Regions from separate parts of the Gossypium hirsutum genome. Here region 1 is linked to region 2. A link is a contact called in public Hi-C data. All regions are on one chromosome and are shown on one strand. Each heading gives the region's core, a stretch centred on a gene start, on an enhancer-like site or on the middle of the called end of the contact. The rest is flanking DNA. Distances are from core to core; before and after follow the strand shown. Region 1 has its middle 50 kb from the start of LOC121213623. Region 2 overlaps LOC107922673 (a long non-coding RNA gene).

Region 1 (5,210 bases), core at 1,812-4,311, 46 kb before region 2:
CCATCTGTTGGCTATTGAAGGAATAAAACGAGGGATACATCAATGCTTGCGAGACAGAGTTCCTGATTTTGTCAGAGAAGAAGTGGAAAGGGATCAAAGGGGAAGGCTCTCTGAACATATGTTTTCTGATTCAAGGGAGGGGAGTCTTGGGTGGATGTAGGATCTGGAAAGGACATTTTTGTAGGAGATGAAAGGTTGAAGAAGCTTGGGAAGGGGATTGATTAATCGATGTTTGTTGCTTTTTAGGAAAGTTTACTGCTTTTGTTTCATTAGCTGAAGCATCGGTGGCTTCTAGAGTTTTCTCCTAGATTGGGTTGCTGGGCTTTAGTTTGTTCTTGTTTCAGCCCACTTCTATTAATCTTTTATTTTTTGGGCTTTGTTTATTTTTGATTTATTTTTCTAAATAAAAGTCTAACATTATTCAAACAAAAAAATTGTTGGAATGAAGCAATTTTAAGAATAATTGTTGATGAAAAATTTTGGTGAAAGGGAAAAATAATCAGGGAAGAAAATGATGATGACTGGTACATTTTGGGATTTTTGTGGGTGGGCTTGGGTATTTAGTGGAATTTTATGGGTAAATTACACTTAAATCATTAAATTATTAATAAGTTTATATTTTGGTCATTCAATTTTAAAAAATTACAAAATGATCACTAAGTTTAATTAAAGGATATATTTTGGTTTTTTAATATTTTTAGAAAAATAAAGACATAATTATATTAAAAATGTTATTAATTGTATATTATTAAATTATATTTAATAATATTATTAAAATATGATTAAATTATTTATTTTTATTTTTATTAAAATTTAACAACAATAATATCTATTTAAAAAAATTCTATTAAGGGTGTTCTGGTCATTTCAGCTTTGTTCCTATACTATTATAACATTTATTCCATTCAACTAAACACAAGAATACTATTAGAGCTATATTTCATTTCATTCAACCAAACAATTGAATTACTAATTACAGTTCTATTCCATTACAGCTTTATTCCATTACAGTAAACCAAACGTGGTATAAGTGTCCTTTTCGGACCTCAATCTTGAGCAGCTATATCTATTGTCTTCAAATCTCTTACTCTTGACACTTCTACATGACCCCAATTCTTGCTCATTCTTCACTATTGGGTCTGTGTTCCCTTCAACTATGAAACGATCAAACAAGCTTTTAATGCCCTCCATTTCAAGCTTTTCCAGTTTTCTTCCTCCTACTCGAACAGTTTTCTGTATCTATTTAAGTGCATCATGGCATTTCTAGGATTGCCATACACACAAGTAAGCCCAAGAAGAGTAATTACACAATTTAATATATGCCAACAAAATCAACTTGTTTATTCAAAGGGTTAAAGGTAGGGGAGTGCAAAATTTGGGTAAAACCAAAAAAATTCGGTTAACCGACCAAATTTAGTTAATAGTTAATTCGATTCGAAACCGACCGGTTAAATGAATTTTTTTAGTTTAACCGAAAAAATTAATAAATAAAATTATAATATATAAATAGGCCCACTATTCACCTAAACCCAATCCAAACTCAAGTATCCAACGCAGCCTAATTACCCAACTCAACCCAATCATAAAAATTACAAATAATTTAATAAATAAAAATAAAATTCTAATACTAAAACTAAAACTAAAGTCTAAAAAAAAAAACATATAATTCGGGTAATTCGGTTAATTTGGTTAATTCTGGTAATTCAGTTAATTCGGTTAATTTTTAACCAAAAATAGAAAAATATAATTTTCGGTTAATTCGGTTAACCGACCGAATTAACTGAAAAATTTTTGGTTCGGTTAATGATTAAAAAATTTGAAAGGTCGGTTAATTCGGTTAATGTTATTTCGGGTCGGTTAATCGACTGAACACCCCTAGTTAAATGACTATGTATTTAACGGTTTCAAACTAGAAATATCAACTTAACAATTTTTAATTTTTTTGGTGAATTATAAGATGAGGATAAAGTTTTAATAGCAACGCGATTCAAATCCAAATCATATCTGAAGCGGGAAACACCTTAACCATTAAGCCACACATGATTCACTAACTTAACAACTTTTTTTTCTTTTAAATTCCATGTATGATGGGATAGGTTAGAAATCAAATTATAAAAAAATAAAAAATAATAATAAACAGCATAACTCACGCTATGAAATTTAAAAAATATACTCTATTAAAAAATATAATAGGACTTAAAATAAAATAAAACTAAAAATAAGTCATATAATTTATATAAAATAAGATTCAAAATTAGGAATTCAAGTTTCTTTCGTTACTAAATTAAAGTTGTGATAAACTTGTATGAATTATAAATTGATTGGCATGTAACCTAAAGTTGGATCTCTATGTTTATAAATTTCTCTTTCTCATTGTTAAGAAATTAATGTTATATTAAATAATCAACCATGTGCTTTCCAACAAATGGGCCAGTATCTTTTGGATTCGGGGCCATGGTTTAGGATTGGGGCCAGTCCAATCATATTTACATATAACTATTTAATCTCACAAGTTCAAATAGGAAAAAGTATAAGGAAAAGTGAGAAAGATAAAAGGAAATTACACATAAAGTGGATTTTTTTTTACAGACGAAATAAATGAAGATTTTTAAAGATAATAAAATATTTAAAAGTTTATATTAAATAATATTTATACTCTATTTTATATGAATGTTAAAATTGAATATAAAATCGTTTTTATCATTTTTAAATTGAGTTGGTCTTGAATTGTAGATCAATTTGGTTAGATACTTTAATAATAGTGAATGTTAAAATTTGAATATAAAGTTATTTTTTGTCATTGTTGACTGAGTTGGTGGAAAATCAATTCATATTTTTGTTATTCATAATTGGATAACATTTAAATTCTTCTTTATTATATCCATTACAATTAATTAATTTTTTGAATAATTTTATAATTTAATGTAGTTTAATTTTCATTGGAAGTCCTTAATTAATTAATTAAAACGAAAGAGTTTCAATTTGATTACGACTAAGGGAATACCAAACGGTGGCACCCAACGGGAAATTGCTCCCATTGCCGCGGAACCTTATGCGCATATTGGGCCTATTGGGTTGTTCTTGGTTGGTCAAATTTTTTGAGCTTCTCTCTTCACTTAAATAAAATCAACTCATGTATTTAATTAACTAAATAATTAAATAATACTCCAAATTAATTATTAATTAATTAAAATTAAAATAATTTACACAATTGATTATAATTCAGTAAAAATCATGACGATTTTACCGTATTAGAATCCATGTGCAAATTTATTTAATTAGTCTAAGGGAATTAAACTAAGACGACTACATAATTTAATTTTTAATTTATTCATCCAATTAAATAATAATTCAAAGAAATTAAATTTACACTATGTCATCTATTGTCTTATCGAGAAAACGCATTTATTGCAATGATAATTCATGTAATTTATTTCTCATTTATTATTTTGTCAATTCATTCAAAGTTCTTATCCTGCAAATCGTTTAGAGTTATAGCGAGTTACTAGGGCTAAAATAATTTGCAATTAAGTTTTGACTTTTCGCTTATTAATTATAAAATTATTTAGTGTTGAAATCAATTCACTAAAAGTACCAAGACAAAACTCTCCATTATATATCATCTTAAAAGATACTTGTTTCAAAATTCAATCCAGTGACCTTGTCATATATATTTTACCTTCATAGGATATTTGTGATCCCCTTAGTTTAAACTCATTCACCTAATTCAGTCCCATTTTATTTCATGCTCGTAGTTGTTCTTCCGCAATAAAAAAAAAAGATCATTACTTATACTAGTAATGATAAAATCATTTGTCCCATACAAATGACCCATGACCATGTTCCATTTTCATAATCCATGTAATGCCAATGAGAGGATACTATTTAGTCTTTTTATCATGCTATGATTTCTCTATTGTAAGTGAAGTCATATCACTCACAAGTTTTCAATATACCTAAGTACATGAATCATACACACATGGTCATTCACTTACTCAAGATTTAAGTAAGTCATGCTATGAACATTACAAGTGAATTCTTCCATAAACAGATATAAGATTAATTCAATTTGGGTTTTGTTCGATGTATTATCAATCCAGAAAATCATACCTATGTCTCTGATTTTGGGAGTTAGTCCAACTCCGATAGCCAAGACAAGTTATCCTCAATCGGACTTATGAATGACATAATATTCCTAGGATAAGTAATTTGCTCAATCTGATGCCATCGATTGCGGACAATTTAAATTACCTACAAATATAAGGTGTCTTCTTGCATTACAATCCCACCATATAATACAACTTAATATTAGTTATACTTTAGGTAATCAATGAACTAATATTTTCTTATACATTTTACTTTACTTGCAAAAATCAATAAAGACATTATAAAAAAATATTAAATGATAATGTGATAATTTTTATTTATTCAATGAGTTCAAAAGAAAATTACTAAGTAAACTATGATGAAATTATTGCAGGAATTTCACGAATCTTAATAGAAACAACCTTGAATCCCATTCAACCAGTCATCTAATCATCATTTAACTTCAATAGTGACAACTCCTTACCGAATTCTTTCACCTCACAGTTTGGATCGATGAAAAAAACTTCTAAAAGTGTATAAGAAACTCTAAGACTTAATATAGTATTATTTTCTGAAAAGTTTTTGTGAAAAAGTAGTTTTGGGAAGTTTAATTAAGATTTTATACGTTTAGTATTATTATTAAAAAATACTGTGAAAAGTTAAAGTATTATTTTTAAAGTAAAAGTAAGTTAATTTAAACAGTATTCAAATTTATTAATATGATATATGGAATATCAATTTAAATATTTTTAAAAATTAATACAAATTATTTATAAAATCTAATTTGAATATGTAAATCACACATAAATATAATTCTTGTAAATTAATAAAAAAATATTAGTGATGGAATAATCTATTTAAATTTAAGTATAATCATTTTTACCACAATATCATTTTATTATTTTGATATTAATAAATATTTAAATTAGATTATATTGCAAATATAATAAAATAATTTATGGCAACTCATTGTTAATATTATAATATGAAATATAAATTTTAAAGTTTTTTTATGTAATTAATATTATTTATAAATTTTAATTTGAATATATAAAAATTTCTACCGACAAAATTTTATTGTGGCTACCAAGATAATTTCTAACTTAGATTTAAGAAGATGAGAT
Region 2 (5,076 bases), core at 2,568-5,067:
ATGTGGTAATCGAATATATACAAAACTGAAGAGGATACTACGCCAAAATTTAGTGAAATTTTATTTAGGCTAAAAACGTATTTTTCGTGAGTACTCGATATTTAAATTTGTGAGATTATAATTGAAACTTTCTTAACAATTATAATTCAAATTTATGATTACGAATTTTTAATTTTGGTTTCCCTATAGAGAAAGTTAACTTTTCCCACTGGAAAGTTACGATTTTCATTTTTTGTTCGGTTCTTGATAAAAGCTCACTCTCATAGCATCCGAGAGTTCAAGAATAGTGAATAATATCATTCAATTGAAAGTCAGGAGGTTCTTGTTGCTAGATCCAAAATTTGATAAGATTCCCTAGCTTGGAAATATGAGTACTTGATTTGGTTAAATTTATTACTATAGATATCACAACCAAAGACCCATTTTTATGAAAAATTTTAAAGTTTCGTTGTGCCATAAAACCATTTTTCATAAACAATTTTTCCAACTTATAGTTCATCCAATTATGTAAAATGTTTGAATATGTCAAAGATGTTGAAATTATAGATACCTCAAGTCGAAGGATCACATACCATTATCACTATAAGAATTATTGGGACTATTACATAATATTCCAAGAAGCATTTTCATGGAGGGTTAATCTATTACATTGTTCTTCTAACATTTACCCATGCATTGACTCACTATATACCAATGACAACATCTTGTTATCAATCAACCACACATTAGTCTCAATGTATTATTGTGTCTTGACCCACAATAATACTTAATTAATGACAATTTAATAATAATCATATTATTCTAGGGACAATATTATTAATCAGTTTATTTTATACACAAAAATAAAGAATGAATATAATAATGAGAATGCCTTAATTAATAAAAACAAAGTAAATTAGTTTGTTATTATGATCATCTTATGATTGATTTTTAAGCGTACTCCAACACAGTCAATTATCCTTTGTTGAGGGAAGCTTGACCTTGGGTTTTAACCTAATAATTTTGGGGTTAGTATAGCACAAATAGTTTTAAATTATTTTTTCAATTACTAATAAAATATGTTTTTATTTAAATTTAATTATAATATATAAAAAATATTTTTAATAGTTAAATTATTTTGTTGTGTGAAAAGATATTATTATATTTAAAATTTTAAACATACAAGAGAATTTTGAATGTAAAAAGAAGCTGTTCTAACTAGCTTTATCTTTTTTTCCTTTTTCTGAATTATCTATATTAATTGTTCTTGAATAATCACACTTTTCTTTCACATTACGGTTTGCAACTTGACTTGTCGAAACCCAAAAGGGTGCAATTACCATTATAATATGTACTTGTTGTTGGAAGGATGCACTTGAAAAATTTATTAATTAAAGGTCCCATTTCTCCATTAATCCTTTCATGTTATTAATTGGACATCTTTGAAAATTACAAATACATTTGCAAACCCTTTTTGGTAGAGGCTTTTCGCTTAATTGAAGTTTTAATTGATATTAGATTGAGGATTCAAATTCGGATAACCGAATACTCCCTCCCCTTAAAAAGTAGATAATTTTAATTCTAAATATGGACCAAAATACCAAATAACTTAAGTGAGAGCACATGCATTGTAAGGGTGATGATAAGTCAAAAACAAAAATTCAGCATCTCAAGAAACCCTAATTGTCTACAAGTAGAAATTGATAAGGTTTATTGGTTAAGAGTGATGGGGTGAGCTATGTATGGCAGGTTAGCGAGGCGTTGATTCGTGTGTTGTGGGCACATAAGGAAAAAGGGTCGCCATCTTGCATTTCCTCATCTCACTTTCCAATTAGGTGGCTTGAAAGCTACCTTTCTATCTCACTTCTCTACCTGTTTACGGGGTGAGTTGGTGGCTATTTCAATTTTTTTTTCTCTATTCAGATCAATGCAGTGTTACCCCGACTTGAATCTATTATTTAATTTTATTAAATTTATATAAAATCAAATTGATTTGAAATTAATTTTCTTATTCAAACTTAAATAGATTAGTTTTATATTTAATTTGAAAATAAGAGTCAAATAAAATGTTTAATAATTGAATGAACCAAATAAATTAGATTTCAATTTTATCCAACTTATTTTACTTTGATAACCATATAGAATCAAGTCTCAATGTTTCATTATATATAATTAAATTCTTTTTGTGTTAAAGAGGCTGCGATTTAAGATATAAGGAGGATTGCAAATACTATACAAGTGGTTTAGTATAATAGTAAGGTATATTGCACTCTCAAGAGGAGGATTCAGATTCAAACTTTAGAGATGACATTATTGAGAAAGGTAACTACGAACTCCGAACATGGACCATAAAACGGACATGAAAAATATTCAAAAAAATATATTTATTTACTTTGTATAAAATTTAGCACTCAATAAGAGAAAAAAAACAAATTTAACGTTTTTGAAATTTTAATTTTTTTAGAGAATTGAAGAAAGTTATGTATCTATGGGCAATGAGAGCAATGTGGTTATCAAAATACCCATACAATTGGAAGATATAAAGGAACATGAAAGCCCTCCATTTATGTTTGAAAAAGATAAAAAAAAAAAAAAGAAAAGAAGAGAGACAAACAATATAATGCATACATCTGAAAAATATGACTTTGATGGGTGTGTTTTTTCAAACATGTAAAGAACCCTTAACTTCAATATAAGGGTAGCTGTTTGAACTCCTTTAGAATTAAAAGCTTGGTGGGTAAATGAAAAAATTGAGGATTTTGGACCACAGATGAGATGCGAGGCATCTTTTTCAGATGTTGCATTTAACATTGTGGGGACTTGGTCTCCCTTTATATTATTTGTGATGTGATTTTTCTTTCGGTCCTCTTATAATTTTTCTCCATTTTAATTTGATATTATTTATCTTAATCCGATTAAAGGAGCAGGTAGACGTGGCCTCTTAGTTAAATGCGATATTATTAATTCTAGTCCCTTCTATTTTTCAAATATTGCCATTTCTTCAACATAATTTTTACATTTTGCCTTCCAAAATCTTATAATTTTATTTTGGCTCCCAATAATGAGTTCTTAGCTTCTCTCCTATATATATTTTTCAAAATTTTAACATTCAACCAATCGAAGATGAACATGTATAGATGTTTCATATAAATGTATTTTATCATTTGCTCATTCCACCACATCAACCTTTAACGTCCCCAATTATATTATTTTCTTATTTTTATTAGTATAAAGACTACTTACCTCAATTAATTTGAAGGGAACAAAATTTCTCCTAATCCAATAGTTTGCTAACGAAAATTATTAATGCTCCTTATAGGGATTAAATTCATCTTTTTATTTAAGTATAATTAATATTACTCTTAACCCAATAGTATAAACATCTCTTATGTATTTATTCTTAATGAAATAATTAATGTTGTAACTAATTATTCTTATTTGCTCACTTTCAAATAATATAAATAGTTGGAAGAAGTGAAAATGGACTTCTTCCCTTGAACATTTAGATCGAATTCAAATTTTGAAGTCTGACATTATTGAGAGAGTTTTACCTAAATACCACCCCTAATCCAAACAAATTTATACCCAAACCATACAATAATGAGAATACCCGTAATTATACCAAAAATAATACAAAAACTCAATTATTCCGTTAAATTAATTCTGGCCCTATAATATTAATATCGAGGCATTCTAACTATTTATTCCGCTTTAAAATTGAAATAGACATATATGTTTTACAAAATTGACAGTTTATACATAAGACAAAGGTAGAGGTTTCTTGTGAATTCAATTCTAAGGAAGTATTTAATGTGGGGACCCGTCAAGGAAACAACAGCACATCGGCAGCCCTATCGGACACTCAAGAAAACAAAATTGAATAACAAAAACACAGTCCAGTCGAGACATTGCCTTGTCCTTGTATTTCTTATTAACTTCTGCATGTGCGTGTGCTTCTCAAGTACGCAATTCTCATTTCCCATACCTATAATCCTATATTTGGCCCTCCAACTTACCACTTCCTCACACATTGGTATTCACCACAAACACTACAACAAAACAAGTTTTTAGCGGCGTTTTTTTAGGCCTTTAGCGGCGCTTTTAGAAGCGCGGCTAAAAACGCCGCTAATGACAGCGTCGCTAATTTTAGCGCGCTTTTCCCACAAATGCCACTAAAGACCAAGACTTTTAGCAGTGCTTTTCCCAAAAACGCCGCTAAAGACCATGACCTTTAGCAGCGCTTTTCTCACAAATGCCGCTAAAGACCATGACCTTTAGCGGCGCTTCTCCCACAAACGCCGCTGAAGACCATGACCTTTAGCGTCGCTTTTCCCACAAACGCCGCTAAAGAACATGATCTTTAGCGGCGCTTTTATCACAAACGCTGCTAAAAGTACAATTCTTTAGTGACGTTTATGGAAAAACGCCACTAATTTTGGCAAATTTGTAACATCCGATTTTCATCCATATACAATCCTTCTTGTAACATAAAATACAAACAAAAAGGGGCAAATTTAAATGATACTTCAAATTCAATGAAAGATATATGATATAAATTGATAACTGAATTATAATTCAAAATATTCGTACAATAATATTAAAATTAACAATGTTAAAAATATTCTTACAATAACTAAATCACACTAAAATGTTTACACAATCACCTCCCAGAAACAGGTGTAGCAGTAACCACAAGAACAAAAAAAAAAAAGAAAAATACACAAATCCAGAAACAACAGTTTTTGGCAATCACTTTTTCAGGAGTAATACCAAAAAAATAACCCCCTGATTTCAACAAAAATGACACATTACTCAGAAGTCTGCTTGCTTTGTCTTCAGTTTCAAATCTTAACTGCAAATAGAAGAAGAGAAATGCACTTCAGATTCATACATTAGAAGACCAAAACCACATCTGCAAATAAATAAAAGCAAAACATACACACAATAAGTACTGGAAAATTAAACCAATACTAACTTTCAAGGTAACACTTTGGAATAAAAATAAATAAGTAAAGGTCTAATTATGAATTTTATCCCCTTAATTTACAAAACCTGATAAGTTAGTCCAATTAATTAATTGGATAACATTAATAAACC

Evidence for each region. Hi-C and Micro-C count contacts between places; a contact is called where the count stands out from the background.
Region 1: a contact with region 2 is called in a Hi-C map of leaf, with 5 times the contacts expected there. The contact joins two enhancer-like sites. A contact is called at or near these places in 7 of 34 Hi-C or Micro-C datasets (anther, fibers, leaf and 1 more).

The regions. Positions count from the first base shown.
Region 1 is chrD01:30,140,547-30,145,756 of Gossypium_hirsutum_v2.1, reverse strand. No RefSeq gene overlaps it. Among protein-coding and RNA genes, the nearest start is that of LOC121213623, 50 kb to the left of the region's middle. Within about 2 kb of position 3,061, at least 1 of the 9 cell types and tissues checked has an H3K27ac peak or open chromatin away from gene starts, as enhancers often do. A contact at or near this core is called in leaf, where this site is marked.
Region 2 is chrD01:30,095,727-30,100,802 of Gossypium_hirsutum_v2.1, reverse strand. LOC107922673 (a long non-coding RNA gene) reads right to left here. Exons shown (of 6, transcript XR_005908935.1): 6 at 4,527-4,831. Among protein-coding and RNA genes, the nearest start is that of LOC107922673, 6.1 kb to the right of the region's middle. Within about 2 kb of position 3,817, at least 1 of the 9 cell types and tissues checked has an H3K27ac peak or open chromatin away from gene starts, as enhancers often do. A contact at or near this core is called in leaf, where this site is marked.